Linked DNA regions of Canis lupus: region 2 is linked to region 1. A link is a contact called in public Hi-C data. All regions are on one chromosome and are shown on one strand. Each heading gives the region's core, a stretch centred on a gene start, on an enhancer-like site or on the middle of the called end of the contact. The rest is flanking DNA. Distances are from core to core; before and after follow the strand shown. Region 1 overlaps FAM53B (protein FAM53B). Region 2 holds the start of FAM53B (protein FAM53B).

Region 1 (5,212 bases), core at 1,587-4,086:
CTTCTTCATAAAACGGAAGACTAATGAAGCAGCTGCAGGAGCACACAGGAGGTGGGAGTTCTGTGTTTAGGGTGGCTGTCAGATCCCCAGAGGGGACTGGGGTTGGACGGCTAACCCTAACGTGCTCCTGCTCGCCTGCGGGGGCCACGCCACTGAAGGGTAAGCCTCTATGACTCTAACAGTAAGACTCCTTCGCTGTAGGGACGATTAAGAGTCAGTTCTCAACCAGGTCCACCAGTTCAATGCGAAAGCAACGTGTCTGCAGTGAATCGGCAGCTGCCGCAAAAACACTAGCTCTTTTACATCCTTACACCTTTGCAAAGGCCTGGACTGTTCTTCTCTTGCTTTATCCTTCCAGCGAAGGTCTCTTCCTCATCATTTAAGAGGCAAGTCAAACATCACCCTTTCTGTAGACATGCCTTCTCCACATTAGCCCACAGCTCTTTGCCTGATTTTCAATCTTATGGCTCAGATGTCACCTGAACCTAAATTATCCGTTTACAGGTCTGCTTCCACTGAGCCACAGCCCTCGAGCACAGACCCAGCATGGCCCCTCAGTGCCCAGCATGGAGCCTGGCACACAGCTGACCTTAGCCAGAGGTGGGTAGAGGAAGGAGTGGGTAATGCACAGATAAAAGCTGCAGGGCAGGCCCGGGGTGTTCATTTGGTCTCACTTGTCTTTTATCCTTGGCACCAGTAACCTTTCCTTGGCCAGGCAGGTGCAACCTCGGGACTCTGCCTTCAACCTTCCTGCTTTGTGGAGGCCATGGATAGTTACAGGTGAAGCAACCCAGGGTCTGGCTAGTGGTATGATGTCTAAGATGCTCTGGAAACACAAAGCCTCATTCAACACTGAGTGCTGCTACTGTGTGTCCACACCAGCCAGGTGGCCACTTGGTCTGTCTGAGGGGCAGATAATATATTAATTGTTACTATCTTTATCGCTTGAAGAAGTACAATATAAGAAAAGTAAAAAACAATCGAGGCTATGTTTAGCCCTCGTGTTTTCCCCCCTTTGCTCAGGGAACAGAAAGTGATTTGCTGGGTCAGGTCACCAGACAAAAGAAACAGGAATAGAAGCTACTTTTTAATGGCAAACAGCCTCGAACTTCTGGCCCTGACGTCACACGGGACAAAGGGCCTCGGCAGGGCTCCGAGGAGAGGATACTGGACACCCCCGCCCCTCCATTCAATATCACTCTGCACAGACAGCTATAACTCTTTCAGAAGTGACAATGGCCACGGACCTGGGGAGTCCACTGAGCAGGGGTCACATGGGATGGTGGAAAGGGTGTGGACGTGGGTTTCAACCTCAGCTCTGCAAGTCACTTTAATTCCTCAGAGCCTCAGTTCTCTTGTCTATAAACCGAGGGTGACAGTAACGACCTCGCAGAGCTATTCTAAGAACCAAACAGTTGCTTGGTACAGGGCCTGTGAGGGCACAGCAGGCTCTGCCAGCAGCCGCACCACAACTAGGACGACAGTGTTGGACGATGTGCCTACAGCTGGGGCTCAGCTCTTCGATCACTAGGTACCACGCTTTGTGGGTCTGGCTGGAGTGGGAACCTGTACGCTCTAAACCACAGTGCAGGCCACCTCAGTGTGGTTTTATTTAGGACCCTTGGATTGGCAGGAACCACCCTTGGTTCAACGCAGCCCCTGACTCAGTATACAGAATCTCTAGGGGCAGGAATCTGCACTGAAATAAGCTCCTCGGGTTATTTTTGAGAACCACTCCTACAGGAGACACAGGGGCCTGGGTTCTCACACACCTTCGTCAGAGTGGCCATTCACTCGGGCCATCTAGCCATACCCAGGACACTTCCTGAGGCTTGACATTCCACTTTCTATAAATTTGGATTCAGAGTATCATTAAAAGTTGTTGCTTTGGTATTTGTTTTGTTTCCAGCCAGTAACAAGAAGTAGAGCCTTAGAGAAGGCAAGGCAACCTTTTACCCTTCAGGCACTTGGAAGGCCCTTTCTCACAGCAGGAGGTGGGGGCCCCAAGCTGCACAGCACTGGAAGCCAGGGGGAGAGTCTGAGGCGTCCCGCCGACACCAGCCGACACCAGGCCTCTGGTGGATGAGGGCACCGGCCACACACGCTCCCTATAGTCCCTGCTCCTCTGAAGCTGCTCCATACGCAGTTGAGCCTATCTTCAAAGTTTGACATGGTTCACAGGAGGTGTGTGTGTAAGGTAAACACACCCAAGGCTCTACCTCGAGATGGTAGGACAAACCACACAAACTCACACAAAAGCATCAAACCACATCGTTCTCTCACAGATGGCCTGACTAGGTGACCTCGAGGGGCCTTTCAAAGCTGAGGCTTGATATCTAAGCTTGAAGCCTCTGGGGGGCACGGGAAAAGCCCAGATCCGCACCACCACCAGCCCCCACTCACAAGGCACTGGTCCTGCCACACCTTGACCATGAAGGGCAGAAGGCAGCTGGGTTTGCAGATCTAGGGCTCCAGGAAAGAAAACACTTGGAGGAGCACAAATAGCATCTGACTTCAAATGTTGTTTCCATTTCTACCCTTAAACTTGAAGGGAAATTCCCAGGGGCCCAGATTCTTAGGGGACTACAGCCTTCTTCGGTTCAAAAGCTAGAAGAGATTTACAGCCCTGGAAACGTGTGTGCTGTGTTGTTACCGGCTGCCATATGGTGACAGAACCACAACAGAATGTGGTTTCTAGAAAAGGTTAAGCACCCTAAAGCACACACCCAAGAGGTTAGACTCTTGGGCCTGGGTAGCAAGTCTCCAGCCCCATCAAGACCGGCTGACTCATTCTTGGACTTCACACCTATCTACTCGTGCTGACGATGATTCTCTCTCCCCTACCTTGTGGGTTGGCTTGTGCTATAACTTGGCCTTGGGGCTGCAAAGACTCTATGCTTGACTTTGGGGGTAGGAGCTCACTAACGCTCTCGATGGGAAACTAGAAAGATATCTTTCAGAAGGCAGCTTTACTAAGCCATAGGGAGAAACCATGCAGGAGAATGACATTTGCTATCCCACAATGGGATCACGGATTTCTAAATGAACCTCTAGAGCCCCTGGCCCACTCAAGTGCCTCTTTTCTTGTGTCATCAGAATGGAGATTCAGTTCTAAGCTGTGTCAGGAAGAAAGGGTTCTTGGCTTTGCCTGACCAGGCCTTAGCCTCCGGTTATGCTCTCTCAACTATGATGAATAATAAAACGTCAGCTGTATCTTGGGTTCAAGGACAGTGACACAGGACACCAAGCTCCTTGGCCAAGGCACAAGGACAGGGGATTAGGATGGCTGGAGACAGCACTCCACCAGTCCCATCAACGGAAGCAAGAAGGTCTAGAAGAAGCCTGAGTGGCTGGTAACCTTCAGAGTGGGAATCAGGGCCCTACCCTCACCAGCCAGGTAGGGGTGGCCCATGGCAGCTGCCACAGCTTCTGGGAAGCCTCTGTCCTTAAAAAAAATGGGCTTGGTGGGATTCCCCAACAGACAGTAGAGAGGGGTAAAAAAAACACACCAGACTGAGCATTAGAAACATGGGCCTCGGGATCCCTGGGTGGCGCAGCGGTTTGGCGCCTGCCTTTGGCCCAGGGCGCGATCCTGGAGACCCGGGATCGAATCCCACGTCGGGCTCCCGGTGCATGGAGCCTGCTTCTCCCTCTGCCTGTGTCTCTGCCTCTCTCTCTCTCTCTGTGTGACTATCATAAATAAATAAAAATTAAAAAAAAAAAAAAAAAAGAAACATGGGCCTCAGTCTCCCCATCTGCATAAGGCAAGGTGACCACCCCTAGCCTCCAGGAGCATTCAGAAATGTGGAGGGAGTCAGTCGTCCTAAAGGGACAGAAAGGTGAGATCTGCTTGTCTCTTCTGGCGTTCCCACCCTGGCTGTGGGTATATACAGAGCCTGGGAAATGGGCACCTGCTTGCGATTCATCTCTGAACCCATGCACACAGCAAAGCTGAGCACCATTACCAAGAGAAGAGAACTGGCAGCTGGGAGAACTATTCAGAAAATTGTTGATAAATGTGTATTAACTGTTAACGAACTAACACCCCATTGGGATCCTTGTTGAGGCAGGGAGAGAGCACTAGCACACATCCCACACACACGACTCAACTGTGGGGCATCAAGGCACTCCCCGTCTTACCGGTGGGGAACCTGAGCTTCCAAAGGGCGTCACGCCTCACGTAGGGACGCGCAGCCAGCAAACAGCACAGCCTGCAGTCCCAAGGCCACGCCCTCGCCGCGGGGCCAGGCTGCACAGAACCTGACCACTTTCTAGCTGGCAATGCACCGTGGTGGGTGGTACCCAAAGCCACTCTGGCAGTTGTCATTCCCTGTCCTCTGGCACCACTGTGGCCCCCTGCCCCCCCACCCAAGGCTGGCCAGCCTAGGTGAGAAGGCAGCCTGGGAGGCTCCCTTTTCACTTGTCACCATAAGCTGCCATCCTGTGCCAACTACACTTTGCACCTACTTCTCGTCTGTATTTTATTCCAGAAACATTGTTGGAAACCAATACACGGTGCAAGGAAACATTTAAAGCACTCTGTATGGACGAACCTTAAACTATTTTAGGGACTAAAAAATCACATGTATGTATGCCCATGATAAATGAAAATAAATAAAAAGTAAATCCAAAAAAAAAAATCACACCTGCATGCCTGTATGTGGATATACTTTTAAAAACGAAAACAAGGCTCCCTTTGGCCAATTTCGATTCATAATCTCTTTCTCCAACGATCATATTCCAAAGGGCTACCCGTGAGAGACGGAAGTGGCAGCAGAGACCAGAAACTGCCAGAGCAGCTCAGGGGCTGCTGTGGCTGCCCCTTCTGTCTCGGTCAGGAGCTCGTTCTGAGAAATCTACAATGTCCCACCTCCCAATGCCAGCTTTCTCACACAAGGTGCAATCACATCCCATTTTCAACAACAAATAATAGAGGAGTTAAAAGACCAAAAGCTATCAAATCTCAGAGTGAAATCTTTCAGTCCCGCACAGCTCAACACAGCCAACTGGTTTACCCTGTAGGAATTAATACAGAGCGTGCCCCCGGGAACAACCCTTTCATGTACAGGGTAGACTCTAACAGCCAAGTAATTAAACACAGAAAGTAAGGGCTTATAATTAAAATGCTGACAAACCTGAACCAGAGTGGCACAAGTAGCGCCGCTATAATATTTTTACAATTCCCTTTTATACATAATGCATGATCCTTCTG
Region 2 (5,312 bases), core at 2,151-4,650, 50 kb after region 1:
ACACAGAAATTAATCAGAGAAGGAGAGTCAATGATTTTGGAAAGTGTATTCACCGGGCAAGTTTAAACAGCAACTCTCCCTGGATGATCAGACATTTCAGAAAGGAGTTGAGGGAGGCCAGTCAACATTCCTTGCAGCACGCAAGTCCCTCAGCCAGGCCCTGTTTTGTAGGGTGGAGGACAGGGCAGCAGCTGGACAAGGCGAGGAGGAGCGTGGAGCCCAGCAGAGTTAAGCTGCGCTGAGCCCAGCCAGACCCGGCCATGTGCTTCATGTTGGCAACAAACCGGTTCTTTCAAGAGAGGAAGAGTCTGACAAAAAGGACAGCTGCAGTAAAGCAAGAAGCTAGGGGTAGGGGTGGGGTGGGGGAGGTGGAGACTTAAAAAAGCCCCAAGTTTAGGATTCTCCCCTCACAATAAAAAAAAAAAAAAGAAAGAAAGAAAAGAAATCACCTTCAGGGTTTGCAAGAGCTAGTTAATCTATTAACGTGTCCCCCTTGCTGGATCAATTAAAGAGAGAGCCCCTCCACATCTGGTTTCCATCTAAAACCGAAACTTGTATTATCAGCATATTACATAACAAATTACGCCTGCAGGTCTCTTTTATTACACATCAGAGAGGTGTGCGTGGTGGTGGTAATGATGGCAGTTGTGCTGGTCTGAGTATTTGCTTATTTCAGGCTTTTTTAAGGGCAAGAACAAAAAGTTTCCATAGGGTGTGCAGTTCAGGAAAGTCACACTTGCCCAGATAAAACATCAACTCAACAGTCCGCCAGTGGGTCCTGCACTCAGTCTTCAGGGCCCCCTGCAAGAAGCAGGGGCGGAGAAAGGCGTACTGCTTAAGAGCACTGCAAAGGTACACCTCCAGGCTGCTCCGAGGCGTCCTCTGCTGCCAGCTCCCAGGGTGTACAAGACTCTCTCCTCTCCAGTCTCCTGCAGGGGAAGAGAGCGGCAGGCTGGCCCTAACGGAGCTTCCAGCATGGGTCAGGCGTCTGCCCCGGAACCCGCTTAAAGGACACCCAGCCCATCAGGCTTCCACAGAGCCAGGGGAGAGCAAAGTAACCAACAGGGGGAACCGAGAAAGATGAAAGATGTGGAGAGAAAGAGCCTAAGAAATAACAACAGGGCTTCCCATAAAATGTCAATGAAGCAGAGCCGCTATGATGACAAGAAGGCATCTTCAAGCTCTTCCTAAAGGAACTTCATGAACTTCCAACACGCTACTACGTGCGCGACATACCCTAAATTGAAAACAGAAGGGAGAAACTGACTACAAACATTATCAATCACAATTGTGGAAGGCTCTACTTGTCCTGCCAGCCTTAGGAATTCAAGTCCACTTCTGCAACAACCAGTACTGCCAGCTTTTATTTAAAACTTGTCTTCAATGTTAAAATAATTGCACATCAAGATCACCTCCCGGGGTGGGGTGGTGGGGAGCGGGGGAGGGGGGGGGAATAGTGAGTCCCTGGCCAAAATGATTTGAACTGGTCTTAAAACCGCCTCCTTCTCTGGAGGGGCATGGGGGTGGGGGGTGGGGTGGGAACAGACCTGTCCCAAGCCTCTCCTTCCTTTTCTAGATCCTAGGAGCTAGAGCAGCATGCTCCTCCCTTTTGCAGGATGGCTGGCAGCATCCAGATCCTAGCCAAGTGCAGACACCGGGTCAAGGGCCACCAACCAGTCCTGAGCTCAAAAAAAAAAAAAAAAAAAAAAAAGTCAAACCTTCTCAGACTAACACAGGCCTATCAATGGGGACAAATAGCTGTTTTCTGTTTATCTAGCTGTCCACAGCCTGGGGGTGGGAACGACGACAACACCCGACAACACCCAAACCCCACAGATCCGCCACTCAGTATCAAAACTGTAACTGAGACCAGTTACTGCTAAGTGGATAAATTAAAATGAAACTAAAAGTCTGGCCAGATCGGCAACAGGGAGTCTCACGGGGTCTACTAACTCCATTCCTCCCCCCAAGCGCTCCCGCCAGGGTGACATCCTTCGACCGAGCCCAGGGCCTGGAGCGGGCGGGATCCCCTCCCAGCCTGCGGGAAGCGCGGGGAACCCACATGCTGGTGTGTCATTTGGAGGCGGGCGAATGCGGAGGCGAGCGGCGCAAGACGCTCGCCGGCTTCCCAGGCCAATAAACAATGCCATTCCGGCTCCTGCTCCTGCAGCAGTCGATAGGAACAGCCCCTCGTCTCCGCCATCCAACAATTCAACAAACATTTGTTCCTGTTGAACCACCGTCGGCCCGGCCCCATCTGCGCCCGCCGCGGCAAGGCGAGGCGGCGGCAAGGCGAGGCGGCGGCGGCGGCGGCCGGGCCCTGCCCCGGGGTCGGGGGCCCGGGGTGCAGCACCCCCGAGGGGCCGCCCGCCCGCCCGCCCGCCGCCGCCGCCGGGTCCGCGGGCTGCAGCGCACCGAAGGCTCGGAGTGTGGCCTATAGGAGGCGGAATCCCATTCATCAAACGCCGCAAAGCGCTGTTCTTTGTTCACCATCGGACCAAGTACAGTGCGTGCGAACGAGCCCGGCGGCCGGACGCGGGCAGCCCGGCCCCGGGGGGCTCCCGGGGCGACCGGCCCGAGCAGCAGAGCGCGCCCCGCCGCCGCCTCGCCGCCCCCTCGCCGCCCCGGCCCGCGCCGCCAGCGTGGTCCCCCGGGACGCCCCGGGGAGCAACTCCGGGGAGCAACTCCGGGGGTCCTGCCCGCGCCTCGCCCCGCGCGCCCCGGCCCCGCCAGCAGGCACTCCCGGCGGGAAAGGAAGGGGAGGCGAGCAGCGCCCGTGCAGCGCGGCCCTGCTCGCCATGTGCGAAGCCGCGCCGGCGCCCCCCGCTCCGCCCGCCCCGCACCCCGCACCCCGCCCCCGCGGCCGCCCCGCCGGCCGCCCCCGCCCCGGGCCAGGCGCCCCCCCCCCCCACCCCGCCCCGGCCCGTCCAGGAGCCGCGGGGCCCGCCGCCGCGCGCCCGCATCCCGGGGGTGCCGGACGCAAACTTCCGCGAACAAAAGAGTTGTCTGCAAACGGTGCGGGAACTTCGGGGCGCCGGGGTCCCCGGGTCCCGGCGCGGGGGAGCGCGGAGCCCGCGGAGGCAGGACCGCGCCCCGCCGCGCCCCCGGCTGCGCTGACAAGTCTCGCGCCCGCCCCGGGCCGACGCTCAGCGCCCCGAGAAGCCGCCCGACCCCACGCGAAACCAGGCAGGGGGGAAGAAAAGAAAAGAAAAGAAAAGAAAAAAAAAAAAAGGAAAGCGGCGACACTTCCAAGTAACAAAATGAGCATCCTGGCACGCAGGGCCAGCACGGCCGCCGGGGTCCCGCGCGCCGCCCGGTCGCTTACTGTGCGCGGCGGGGTCGCCTGGGGTCCGCGCTGCCGCCGCCGCCGCCGCCGCCACCGCCACGGCCGCCGCGCACGCTCTCCCGCCGGCGCCGAGCGCTTTGTACCGAGCGGCTCCCCGGGAGGAGGAAATCGACTTGTCACTTCCTGAACTGTTCGCAACTCGTCCCTTTCACCGGCCCCGGCCGGGCCGCCCGCGCCCGCCGCGCCCGCCGCCGCCGTGGGGCCGGCCGCCCGCAAGGCGTGTGTCCGGGTCGGGCGCTCCGCGGGCGGCGTGGCGGGGCCCGGGCGGCCGCGGGGCTGGCGGCGGCGGCGGCGTGCAGGGGCCGGGCGTGCAGGGGCCGGGCGTGCAGGGGCCGGGCGTGCAGGGCCGGCGTGCAGGGGCCGGGCGGCGGCGGCGGCGGCGGCGGGCGCGGGTGCAGTGCGCGCAGCCGCCGGTGGGCGGGGAGTGGGGGGGTCGCGGCGCGCCGCCGGCGGGGCTGGAGGCCGTCCTGCGAGCCGAGCCGAGCCGCGCCGCGCCGCCCGCCGCCCGCCGAGCCCGCGCCTGCGAGGCCCCGGGACGCGGGAAGGGCACGCGGGAAGGGGCCCCGGGCCGGCCGGGCCGCGCCGCGCCGCACCGCCCGGGCCCGGAGCCAGGGGTCCCGCGGCCGCCCCCGCCCCCGCCCCCCGCAGGAGCCGGGGCACAAAACCCCGGGCCGGGCCGGGCCGCGTGGACTTCGGACGCCCAGCTTCCGGGTTGTGGGGTTTTGAGGTTTGTCGGCGGCGTGCCGGGCGGCAGCGAGGGGGGCTGTGCGAGCCTTGTCACACTTTGGGAAAATAAAGCGCTAGTTTCCCAACTAGAGGCGCTGGTCGAAATAAAGGAATGTGTACTTCAGAAGCCACATGCAAAATATATGCAACTGGTGAAGGAAGGATTTGTGGTTGCTAAGCAGACGCAGAGCATGTTTCGTTCTGTAACTTAGGATGTTGACTTAAGTTCAGGAATGTAACCCTGATAGAATAAGCAGAGTATTTTCATTGTACTGCTCACCTGGGGGAGGGGGATTGTTTCCCTTGTGAAGCGAAGCCCTAGATTTCCCATCACTCCGTCCTACCAGTGTATGTTATTTTATTGACCTTGTATCCAAAGAGATTTTTAAAGAGAAGGTTTTTTTCTTTTCTTTTTTTTTTTTTTAAAGAACTCCCCTATGCCTGTTTTGTGTTCTCCTTTGCCAAAAAAACAAAACACCTCATTACTTTACATGGATTGTGTCTGCCCCATTTGAATGGGTCTATTCATAAATCAGGAAACTTTTTCTGTTGCTTCTAGGAACATTTAATTGGTTTTAATCCAATGTTTCAATCCCAGTATCAAACATAAATGGACAATTAACTTCTTGAGCTTGTATGCACTTGGGAAACTATTATATTTCATGGCTGTTGCTGAAATATTTCAGTTTCTCATCACACTGGACCCATTCTTTTTCAGAAAACCATGAGCTAACATCTCCTTTCACACCAGCTACGGCTCACTCTAGTGATTTCTTCTGCAAGATTACGATGAACAACAATCAGGAGAAGGATGGGTGTCTATTCATTCAAGTAGATGATGTGGGATGTAACCAATTTGTCCTACAAAAACCAAAATGAGCTAATAAGCAGAATGCAAAGATACTGATATCCTTTTCCATAAACATTGCTTTAAAAGAATTTATCAAGGGCCAATTCTGAAAGGAACGAGAACCAAGCAAGGCTCCCTAAGTTAAACAAAGAAAGGCACAAGGGATAATTTGAGAATGCTCCTCCTATACCTTCCCTAATGCCATCTTATCACAGTGTCACCTCAGCCTTTGAGAGCTTTAAGAATAAAGTTTAATTTACTTTTTATTAGGAAGCCTAGAGTGACTCCTGCTGGCAAACATTCAGCTTATTCCTACAATTACTAGTTCATCGGGTCAAGGGAGAAAACAAAATGGGCGGGGGGGGGGGGGGGGGGGGGGGGGCCACATCC

What was found. A called contact is a pair of places that touch in the nucleus more often than the background predicts.
Region 2: a Hi-C map of blood shows a contact between it and region 1, with 2.2 times the contacts expected there. The contact joins the promoter of FAM53B here to the enhancer-like site in region 1. A contact is called at or near these places in 2 of 9 Hi-C or Micro-C datasets (both in blood).

The regions. Positions count from the first base shown.
Region 1 is chr28:34,368,670-34,373,881 of UU_Cfam_GSD_1.0, forward strand. The region is part of intron 3 of FAM53B (protein FAM53B); the gene reads right to left. Among named protein-coding and RNA genes, the nearest start is that of FAM53B, 50 kb to the right of the region's middle. Within about 2 kb of position 2,837, at least 3 of the 20 cell types and tissues checked have an H3K27ac peak or open chromatin away from gene starts, as enhancers often do. A contact at or near this core is called in blood, where this site is marked.
Region 2 is chr28:34,417,982-34,423,293 of UU_Cfam_GSD_1.0, forward strand. It overlaps FAM53B (protein FAM53B), which reads right to left and starts at 3,401. Exons shown (of 5, transcript XM_038579035.1): 1 at 3,326-3,401.